3 separate regions of the Mus musculus genome follow, and all the other regions are linked to region 2. Evidence: chromatin contacts called from public promoter capture Hi-C data. All regions are on one chromosome and are shown on one strand. The core of a region is the stretch at or near the end of the contact, and the rest is flanking DNA. Distances in the headings are between cores, read along the strand shown.

Evidence for each region. Capture Hi-C pulls out chosen DNA fragments and counts their contacts.
Region 1: a contact with region 2 is called in a promoter capture Hi-C map of pancreatic islet. The contact joins two enhancer-like sites. A contact is called at or near these places in 1 of 115 datasets of contacts at active chromatin or transcription factors (embryonic stem cells) and 1 of 9 other capture datasets (pancreatic islet).
Region 3: a promoter capture Hi-C map of pancreatic islet shows a contact between it and region 2. The contact joins two enhancer-like sites. A contact is called at or near these places in 2 of 39 promoter capture datasets (the 3T3-L1 cell line and embryonic stem cells), 1 of 15 datasets of contacts at CTCF or cohesin (CD8 T cells), 3 of 484 Hi-C or Micro-C datasets (B cells, Th1 cells and bone marrow-derived macrophages), 5 of 115 datasets of contacts at active chromatin or transcription factors (the 230-238 cell line, CD8 T cells, Th17 cells and 2 more) and 3 of 9 other capture datasets (adipose tissue, liver and pancreatic islet).

The regions. Positions count from the first base shown.
Region 1 is chr10:75,102,579-75,105,664 of GRCm38.p6, reverse strand. All of the region lies in intron 1 of Bcr (BCR activator of RhoGEF and GTPase), which reads right to left. Among named protein-coding and RNA genes, the nearest start is that of Bcr, 43 kb to the right of the region's middle. Within about 2 kb of position 1,449, at least 203 of the 459 cell types and tissues checked have an H3K27ac peak or open chromatin away from gene starts, as enhancers often do. A contact at or near this core is called in pancreatic islet, where this site is marked.
Region 2 is chr10:75,231,288-75,234,217 of GRCm38.p6, reverse strand. All of the region lies in intron 2 of Specc1l (sperm antigen with calponin homology and coiled-coil domains 1-like), which reads right to left. Among named protein-coding and RNA genes, the nearest start is that of Specc1l, 21 kb to the right of the region's middle. Within about 2 kb of position 1,372, at least 38 of the 459 cell types and tissues checked have an H3K27ac peak or open chromatin away from gene starts, as enhancers often do. A contact at or near this core is called in pancreatic islet, where this site is marked.
Region 3 is chr10:75,427,626-75,430,557 of GRCm38.p6, reverse strand. Upb1 (ureidopropionase, beta) reads right to left here. Exons shown (of 10, transcript NM_133995.4): 5 at 2,216-2,377; 6 at 427-596. Among named protein-coding and RNA genes, the nearest start is that of 4933407G14Rik, 20 kb to the left of the region's middle. Within about 2 kb of position 1,362, at least 83 of the 459 cell types and tissues checked have an H3K27ac peak or open chromatin away from gene starts, as enhancers often do. A contact at or near this core is called in pancreatic islet, where this site is marked.

The sequences.
Region 1 (3,086 bases), core at 200-2,699, 130 kb after region 2:
CAACACACCTAAAAAGAATGCCCTTGATCTATCTGTGTTAGCCAACACACACACACACACACACACACACACACACACACACACACGTAAGTGTGCACACACATGGTGCACACAAGGAGCAAGAGAAGAGTGAGCATGCACACACAGAGAAAGCACATGTGTGTACATGCATCAGAGTGTACACAAGCAGAGATACACACTCATTCACATACACACAAGGACACATGTTAGGCACTATGAGAAGAATATTTTTTGATGGGAAAGTTCACGTTAGCAATACCAAAAAAAAAAAAAAGAATAGTCAGGACCTTGGTTCTTACCCAGCAGAGACTGTGCAAAGAACTTGAAGGAAATGAGTCACTTACAGGGTCTAAGGAGAAGGTTTCCAGGTTGCCTGGGCAACAGCGAACGGTCTGCCCCACCCAGGGGAGGGACTCTGGCTCCATCAGGTAAGATGGAAAGAGAACAGGATGTGGGCACAGGACAGTGCCAGGCTCAGTGGAGAGTTTGTGTAAGTTTTTACCTCCCGCTCCCCATTTCCAAAAGGTTTGGAGACAGCCTCAAACAAGACAAAAATGTAAAAATGATAAATGTAGTAACTCAGAAGAATACAAAAAGAGAGGCCCAAAACCTGTTTTAAGCTCCAGGTCTGTGTCATGCAAATGATCCCCAATTTGTTCATCTCAAGCCTCAGTCAAGAAATGGAAAGGGTTTTGGATCACTGCCAATGGGCAGGCGATTCCATCAACCTGCTTGTTGGGTTACCCTTGACCATTTTGGCCACAGAGATTTCCTCAAACCAAAATCCAGAACAGCTGTCAGCACAAACGGGGGTGGGGGCAGGGTGGGTGGGGGGGGGGGGGAGGAGGGAGAAGGCACTCAGGCTACATTCCTTGTCTGCAGGCAAGAGCCAGAAGACAAGACCAGCCCTGCAGTCTCCAGCTGGTGAGCTTGGCTTTATCAAAGCCCACACCCTCCACCTGGCCCGGCCAGCCTGCCTTGGGTGGGGTCTGACCAGCAGGGTGAGGTCCACTCAGTGAGTGAGCCCAGACGTGGAGAGAGAGGAAATCCCAAAATAATCACAATGCCTGCTTCTCTGGGTTTGGACGATGACTTCTGTCCAAGCTTCCAGTAAAGGAGGGAAACCAAGATGTAGAACTCACAACACATCTGGTCAGGCAGATTCAGGACCTTCTGCCGGGGTGCCGGGAGGGTGGACTCAGGTCAGTTCAGCTGGAGGCATACCTCCCTGAGACAGCCCAGTTAACGTGCCCCTAATGCCTGGTCGGCTTGCAAGGTCTTGGAGCCACAACTGGGAAGACCAGAGAGATCTATGAGTATCCCTGGCTCCTGCCCAGAGCTCAGCTCATCACAATCCACTCTGCTCAGGTTTTGAGGAAGCTCCTCCCCCCTCTGAGCTCAGAGCCAGCTCTTCAGAGGCTGTGCAGCATCTCAGCAAGTGAGTCTACAGGGAGTAGCTCCCTTCAGCCATTTGCTTGGTCATTGGGAATGCAGACTATCTGAGCCTGCCAGAGCTAGAATTTAAAGCCATGCTTGAAAAGAAATGCTGCCCTCTCTATTGTACTGCCCAGCCCTGCCTGCCTGTTAGAGGGCAATAGACACTTCTCTAAGGCCAACATTGCAGTCTGCAAAGCCTTCTGGAGCAAGTTTTTCCCTCTGTTAAGGCTAGAACCCAGAGCCTTAGGTATTCCAGTCCTAAGTTCGAAAAATAGTTAACAAGTCAAAAAATATAAATAAAAAAATTCTAAATGCCAGCTCTGGGGTGGCACCTGAAATAGATAAGCTCCCTGGAGACCACAGAGGCATCTAGGACATCAGGAGTAGCCATTCTGTGGTGGCTGTGCCTGTGACCGGGGCCTGCGCCCTACTGTGTCTTCCTGTTATGGAGTGAGACCCTGTATGCATGGCTTCAGCACTGGCTTCCTGCAGGCCATGTGGAAAGGAGAGATAAATGGTTCATAGCACCAAGAGGGCCATGTCTGGGTCTTCCTGAGAGGAGACTCATAGGGTTTGGGGCACCCAGCTGTAGCCCCTGAGAAAGGCAGGAAGAGAAGGCCCCAGAGTGTCACTGGGGGTGTGTGTGGGTGGGGGGCATTAGGGCTCAGCCATGGAAAGGGAGCTAGGAAGGTTTGAGAGCTCTACCCATCTCTGCATGGGGGAAAAGGGTGTTAAAAACCACATGACTGGAAACGAACCCCACAATCTCAATGTGCTCTGGAAGGACAGGCAACCTCCCTTTGGCCCCTAGCAGCTGGGGTCAAGAGGATGAGATGTGGCCTGAGTAAGCCTTTGCAGCCTTCCCTGAGCTCTCTCAAGCCTCGTGTGTGTGTGTGTGTGTGTGTGTGTGTGTGTGTGTGTGTGTGTGTGTGTGTATGTGTGTCGTTTTCATCATCTTGAAGTCAGCACCCTGACCTAAGAGCTAAATGCTCCCAGCCTGGCCTCATCTTTCCCAGTAGCCTGCAAACACATGCACTAGTACATACAAGTGTATACAAAGACATACGACATCTCTCACTCACAAATGGCCACGCTCCTCCTCACCCCCTAACTTCACATACCCTCAGTGGGGACACTGTCTCCTATGAGGCCACTGTGCTCCAGCAGCTACATTGCAACACGCATTCTAGACTCGCTTCTCCTCCCCAAACAGGTGAGGCCACTGGGGATCATCAGTTTCCTTATGAGCGAGGCCCCAAGGAGCTCTCAGCCCTCCTGCCCGAAGAAGACACAGCAAGAAAGCCTCATCTATGAGACAAGAGTGCCCTCACCTGATCTGGAATCTGCCGGTGTCTGGAGCTCCTTCCAGACCCTATGTCCATGAGTACAATCACTGCTGCCAGCAGGGTTATGTTTAGCTGCAGCATCTAACAGGCTAAGGCGTAGAGAGAAATCTCTTACAAGCATCGCTTGTCAATAAAAAAAAAAGCTGATGGCCAATGAACTGAGGCAGGAAATAGGGTGTGGGACATCCGGCAGGGACAGAGAGGATTCTGGGAAATGATGAGAGACTAAAAGGAGAAGCTAAGAGAGACCACTCGGGAGAGAGCTGTGGGGAGACAGGTGCA
Region 2 (2,930 bases), core at 123-2,622:
TGATGAGTTTGTGAAGAGGAAGTACGTACACATGATAGGTAAAGTATTAAAAACAACACTTCATCTATCCTGCCACCAATCAATGCTCCTATAGATACAGGGATGAAAGTCATGGGAGGTTTGTGCCAGACTGAACTTCAGTAACTCTGAAAACCAAGACGTAACAAGTCAGAGAGGTCTGACCTCTTCTCTTTTAGTAGTGCTAGAGATGGCACCTTAGGCACAGCACACGCTGGGTGAGTATTTGACCACTGAATTGAATTCCAAGAGCCCAAGCCTCAAAGCCCTTCTTTAAAGGTTTCCCTTTTTTTTTGGCTTATTTTTACTTTTTCACTTTTTCTTTCCTGTCTTGTCTTCAATTTCAGATCAACAACAGCTTTCTTCTTAGTGACAGTAACTGATCCTATAGGCAAAGTGTTCCCAAGAGTGTGACAGCTGATACTCCTTACTCCAAATCTGCCTATACCCTCAACACACATGCACGTACACTCATACAGGCCTGCTAATGTAGCAAAGCCTCAAGCAGGAACAGCTGCTGTGCTAGACAGTGTAAACAGTGTAAACTGGGCAAACAATTTTGCTTCACAATGGAAAAGTACTCACTGGTCAAGACCAAACTATCAGCGGCTCCAGATCCACACCTCAGATGTGACAAGCCTACTCAGTGCACACACCTCAGATGTGACAAGCCTACTCAGTGCACACACCTCAGATGTGACAAGCCTACTCAGTGCACACACCTCAGATGTGACAAGCCTACTCAGTGCACACACCTCAGATGTGACAAGCCTACTCAGTGCACACCAGATCCACACCTCAGATGTGACAAGCCTACTCAGTGCACACCAGATCCACACCTCAGATGTGACAAGCCTACTCAGTGCACACCAGATCCACACCTCAGATGTGACAAGCCTACTCAGTGCACACCAGATCCACACCTCAGATGTGACAAGCCTACTCAGTGCACACCAGATCCACACCTCAGATGTGACAAGCCTACTCAGTGCACACCAGATCCACACCTCAGATGTGACAAGCCTACTCAGTGCACACCAGATCCACACCTCAGATGTGACAAGCCTACTCAGTGCACACCAGATCCACACCTCAGATGTGACAAGCCTACTCAGTGCACATACCACAGTAAGTCTGACACGGAGCCCAGAGAAGGCAAGCGGGGTACACATCCAACACCAACACTTCAACCTGTTCTCCCAGTCACATAAACAACAGGTCACCTGTCACACAGGTGGTGTGTACTCCGAAGACAGCCCCAGCAACTAAGTAACCAGTTAGGTCAGAACATGTCATCTCTCTTACATGAAAGAGTCACAACACTGCCACCAAGAAAACACTTCAGGGTGTTGATTCAGAACAGCGGAAGTAGGGCAAAGGGCATTGCTGGCACCATCCTCCAGGCCACAGGATGACAACTAGCCACTCATCAAGGATATTGTAAGGAAAAATTGAGGGCCCCACACCCACTGAATCAGCACAGGTTCAGTGTTAACAACCTTGAAATACAAAACAGCATTTCCTGCTACATCTTTCAGAACTTACATGGAAGTCCCACAGAAGCTATTCTTCTGAAGTACTTTTAAAATCAATTAATCTGCAATCTACAATCCTCTGTCTGGAAAAAAGGCTGTTGGAGAATTCAGGCCATGCTTTGTTTCTCCTTGTCTGTTGGACTAGCTGACAGTGTCTATCCCAAATATCTCACGCTGAGCAAAGCAGCAGGCAAGTAAGTAAGTAGACTGTGAACTGGAAGGGCTGAAGACGGTGTGGCTCTGTATGAACTAAGAGTTGCATGTGGTGATGTGCACTTGTAACCTTGGCACCTGGGGAGCTGAGAGAGGAAGACTACAGGGAACCTGAGGCCAGCAGGACCCTGTCTCACAATAATAAGAAGACATTCTAAAAAGTGGAGGTGGAAGACAATGGCTCAGCAGGCAAAGACGCCTCACACCAAGGCTGACAACCTGAGTCAGCCCTCTCTCACTCCCACAATGTGGCATGAAGGTACACACATGCATGTTCATGTGCAAGACAGACAGACAGCAATCTAATTCTCTGAATGGCCCAAACCAATACAGAACACACACATCAAGAGTGAGAACACCCCTGGAAAACTGCTATGTTCCCCAAATCAAATCAATCCTTGGCTAAAAAGATTCAACAACAAACCCCTGCTACCACCTGCCATGTACTAAGTCCTTGATCTGTGCTGTCCACTTGTAATCTCTCTTTTAATTATGGCCATGCCCTTTGAAGCCATGTTCTTATCTCTCTGACCCCAAAGACTCTGGTCTCATTGCAATTCTACACTAAAAAAGAATACAGTCTCTAAAGAAAATTAACTATGCTCTTACTAATTAAAAACCCAATGTTAACTATGACTAATATTGGACTAATATTTGAAAAGAACAGAAATTTATGCTGCAATTTAGGCCTTGTGGCACACACTTTTTATATATGAGCATTTTATCTGTATACATATATGTGTACCACTTATGTGCCTGGTACCCATGGAAGCCGGAAGAGGATGTCTTGATCCCTGGAACTAGGGTTATACACAGTTATGAGTCACCATGTGGGTGCTGGGAATTAAACTCTGGTCGTCTGGAAGAGCAGTCGCTGCTCTTCACCACTAAGCCATTTCCCTAGCCCTGTGGTTACAGACCTTTAACCCCAGCACTCAGGAAGCAGAAGCAAGCAGAGTTCTAAGCTCAGGGCCAGCATGATCTACAGAGAGTTTCGGTACAGCCAGAAACTATAGGGCTATGCAGAGAAACCCTGTCCCAAAAAAACCCAAAAACAAACAAAGAAACTGACGATGTAAAAGTGCGTGTCAGAGGACAAAAACCACTGCCAACAAGTCACAGGAATATGACAGCCAGTCATCCTTTAACATATGTCTCATCCCC
Region 3 (2,932 bases), core at 113-2,612, 200 kb before region 2:
AGGCTTAAGACTGAAGAGCTCTGACCAGAAGTTCATGTTGGTCAGGCACCTGTTGTACTCCATTAAAAAGTCAGGCTTTGAGATTCTGACCATCATGCAGAAGGGTTGAGAGCATTATCTTTGTCCCCATGTTCAGAATCCCAGCAAAGGTTGCTGCCAATGGTAGAATGGTCCTTTGGGAAGGTCAGATGTTGTAATGGTCATATTGGCTGGGGCTTTTTTTTTTTTTTTCCACTGAAAAAAAATGGTTAACTGTGCAACAACATCCAATCACGGAGCTGTGATCTAGACATCCTGGTGATGGCGCCTGCTTCCTACGGTTTACCAAACGCATGCCAGAATCCCACAGATTGACTCTAGGCCCAAGGCAGCGGATGGGCCCTAGGAAGACCCCCCCTCCCCCCCAGAGCCTTTCCACCAAGAGACCTGAGTTCTCCAATGGTGGCCGAAGGGTTGAAGATGATTTCAGCTCCGTTGATGCTGTACATGAGCCAGTTGAGGGGGTGGTGCCGCCCATAGCAAATGTTCACTGCAATCCTGCCAAACTGGGTCTGGAACACGGGGTGGCCCAGGTTTCCCTCCATGTAGTAAGTGGACTGAAAAAAAAATTACAAAAGAGCTCTGTTGTTGGAGTGGAAACACTTCTGCTTTCCTTAGACTCAGCAGAAGTGAGCATCGCTGGTGACCTAAAATTAACATTTGGGTGTGACTCTATTTTAAGTTCCAGAGTTTCGGTGTGTTGGGGCACAACACAAAACCCCAGGCATAATAACAAAGCAGACCCAAGGGAAAAGCACAATGGCCTAAGGATTTAATCCACAGTCTGCTTTGTGGTCTATCACATGACTTCCAGGATAACCTATGGTAAGGGTTCAATCATGTCAGGAGGAAAGGTTGTGGTCAGGTCAATGTTAGGAGGAGTCCTTACCAACCACACATCCTTGTGCAGATTGCTAGAGGTGAAAAAGACCCAGCCGCACCTAGAGCAACTTCTCCTTTTTGGAAACTGAATGTTGCTTGAGTTGGTCTGGGACTTGACCTACTGTCTAAGAATAAATTTGAGAGTAGAACTCACACCCTCTATGCAGCAGAGTGAGCATCCTGCCTCGGATTACGGATCCCTCGCAGGACAAGCAAATGGAAACCTTTTTCATCCATCCCTTGTTCCCCGCTTGATGCCCGAGGGTACCACTTCTGGGTCTTGAGGGGAGGGTAGAGGGCAAGGTGGGTGGCAAACAGATCGGCTCCTAGAGCTCTCGGCTTTCTCTCGTGAATTTCAAAACTGGCTGAGTTAGACAGCAACCAGGGTGTGTACACAGTGGACCCTGAGCAGATCCTGCTGTACCTAGACAGGTGACATCAGCAGGGAGCTAATGATTAACCCCAGGGTAAACAGGTGAGGAGCGTGTCTGTCCTACCCCACCTCCAGCTGCTACTTAGAAACAGCAGCTCTTTGGTTTCCTTGTAGCCCTGTAGATGGTGTCTCACCTTGTTGACCTGCCCGAGAGCAACCTAAGCCCCCAAAGCAAGGATGAGGGGTGGGGAGCTAAGGATCAGAGGCAGTATATTCTGGACTATTCTTGACTCTTGAAAAGTCAAGTTCAAATCCAGATTTAGTAGCCTGATATTATGTAGAGTTCATTTTTCCTCCTTCAAACACTCTCCATTGGCGTCCCGCCACTTGTGAATTGGCATTTACCAATCAGAACAGCCCCCTCTCCCAGAATTCCTATCTCCAGTGATTCTAAGTCCTGTGTAACCATCACTGTACACAAACAAACATTCAAAGACACCTATCTGAACACGAGCCAACTTAGACACCAGATAAGTCACAAAGACACTCTAAAACTAGGATTATATCATTGGTTGCCTAGGAGCTCAGAGTCCCTTCATAAGCCCCTTCACAAGGGCTCACCGGAGTCATTTCACATTTGTGTACTGTTTATTTGCATGTTGGTTAATGAACCAATTATCTCGAGGGAATACTGCAGAAAGCCAAGTTACCTCACACATATAAAACATCTCTACATCCCATGCTGCTAAAAGGTTTTGTGACTGAAATATCTCATCTGTCTGTGTGATGCAGGGCAACACTATCAGACCCTCTGAAGACTACAGCAGCAACCCCCTGCAAGGGTCACACTTCACAGCCTCCGATACAGAACTACCTCCCCCCGCCCCCAGGAAAGCCCTCCGAATCCGGACTGGCACGTACCTCGTTGAAGTCTCCCACTCTGGGGATGTGGTTCTTTCTGGTCTTCCCCATGACCAGCCCTGAATTGGAGATCACCACAGCTGTGTTCCACAGAACTCCCCCATGCTCTCTATCACGCTCCAAGATTGGAGACACCACCACCATGTTGTGCTTCTTTGCCAGCTGGGGAATTGAAAACCATCATGTTCTCTTTCGGGTAGATTGTTACTCTTTCACTTCTTTAAACTGGAGAAGAATTTAGTGATGTTCCTAAATACATAGACTTAGGTTCCAGCTATTACTTAAATTACTTTTTTAAAAAGGATTTAGTTATTTTATTTATATGAGTACACTGTAGTTGTCTTCAGACACACCAGAAGAGGGCATGTGATCCCATTACAGATGGTTGTGAGCCACCATGTAGTTGCTGGGATTTGAACTCAGGACCTCTGGAAGAGTAGTCAGTGCTCTTAATTACTTAGCCATCTCTCCAGCCCCAAACAATTATTTGTTTTAAAAGTACTAAATGCTAATGCTGTCTTGATTCCCACAGCTGTTTACATAAGAATAATCAATAGCCAGATGTGATGGTATACATCTTTAATTCTAGCATTCATGAGGTCAGACTGATCTACACAGCGAGTTCTAGGCCAGCCAGGACTATATAGTGAGACCATGGAGAGAGAAACCAAGATGACAGAGACACACACAGAGAGAGAATATGAAATGAATGAATAT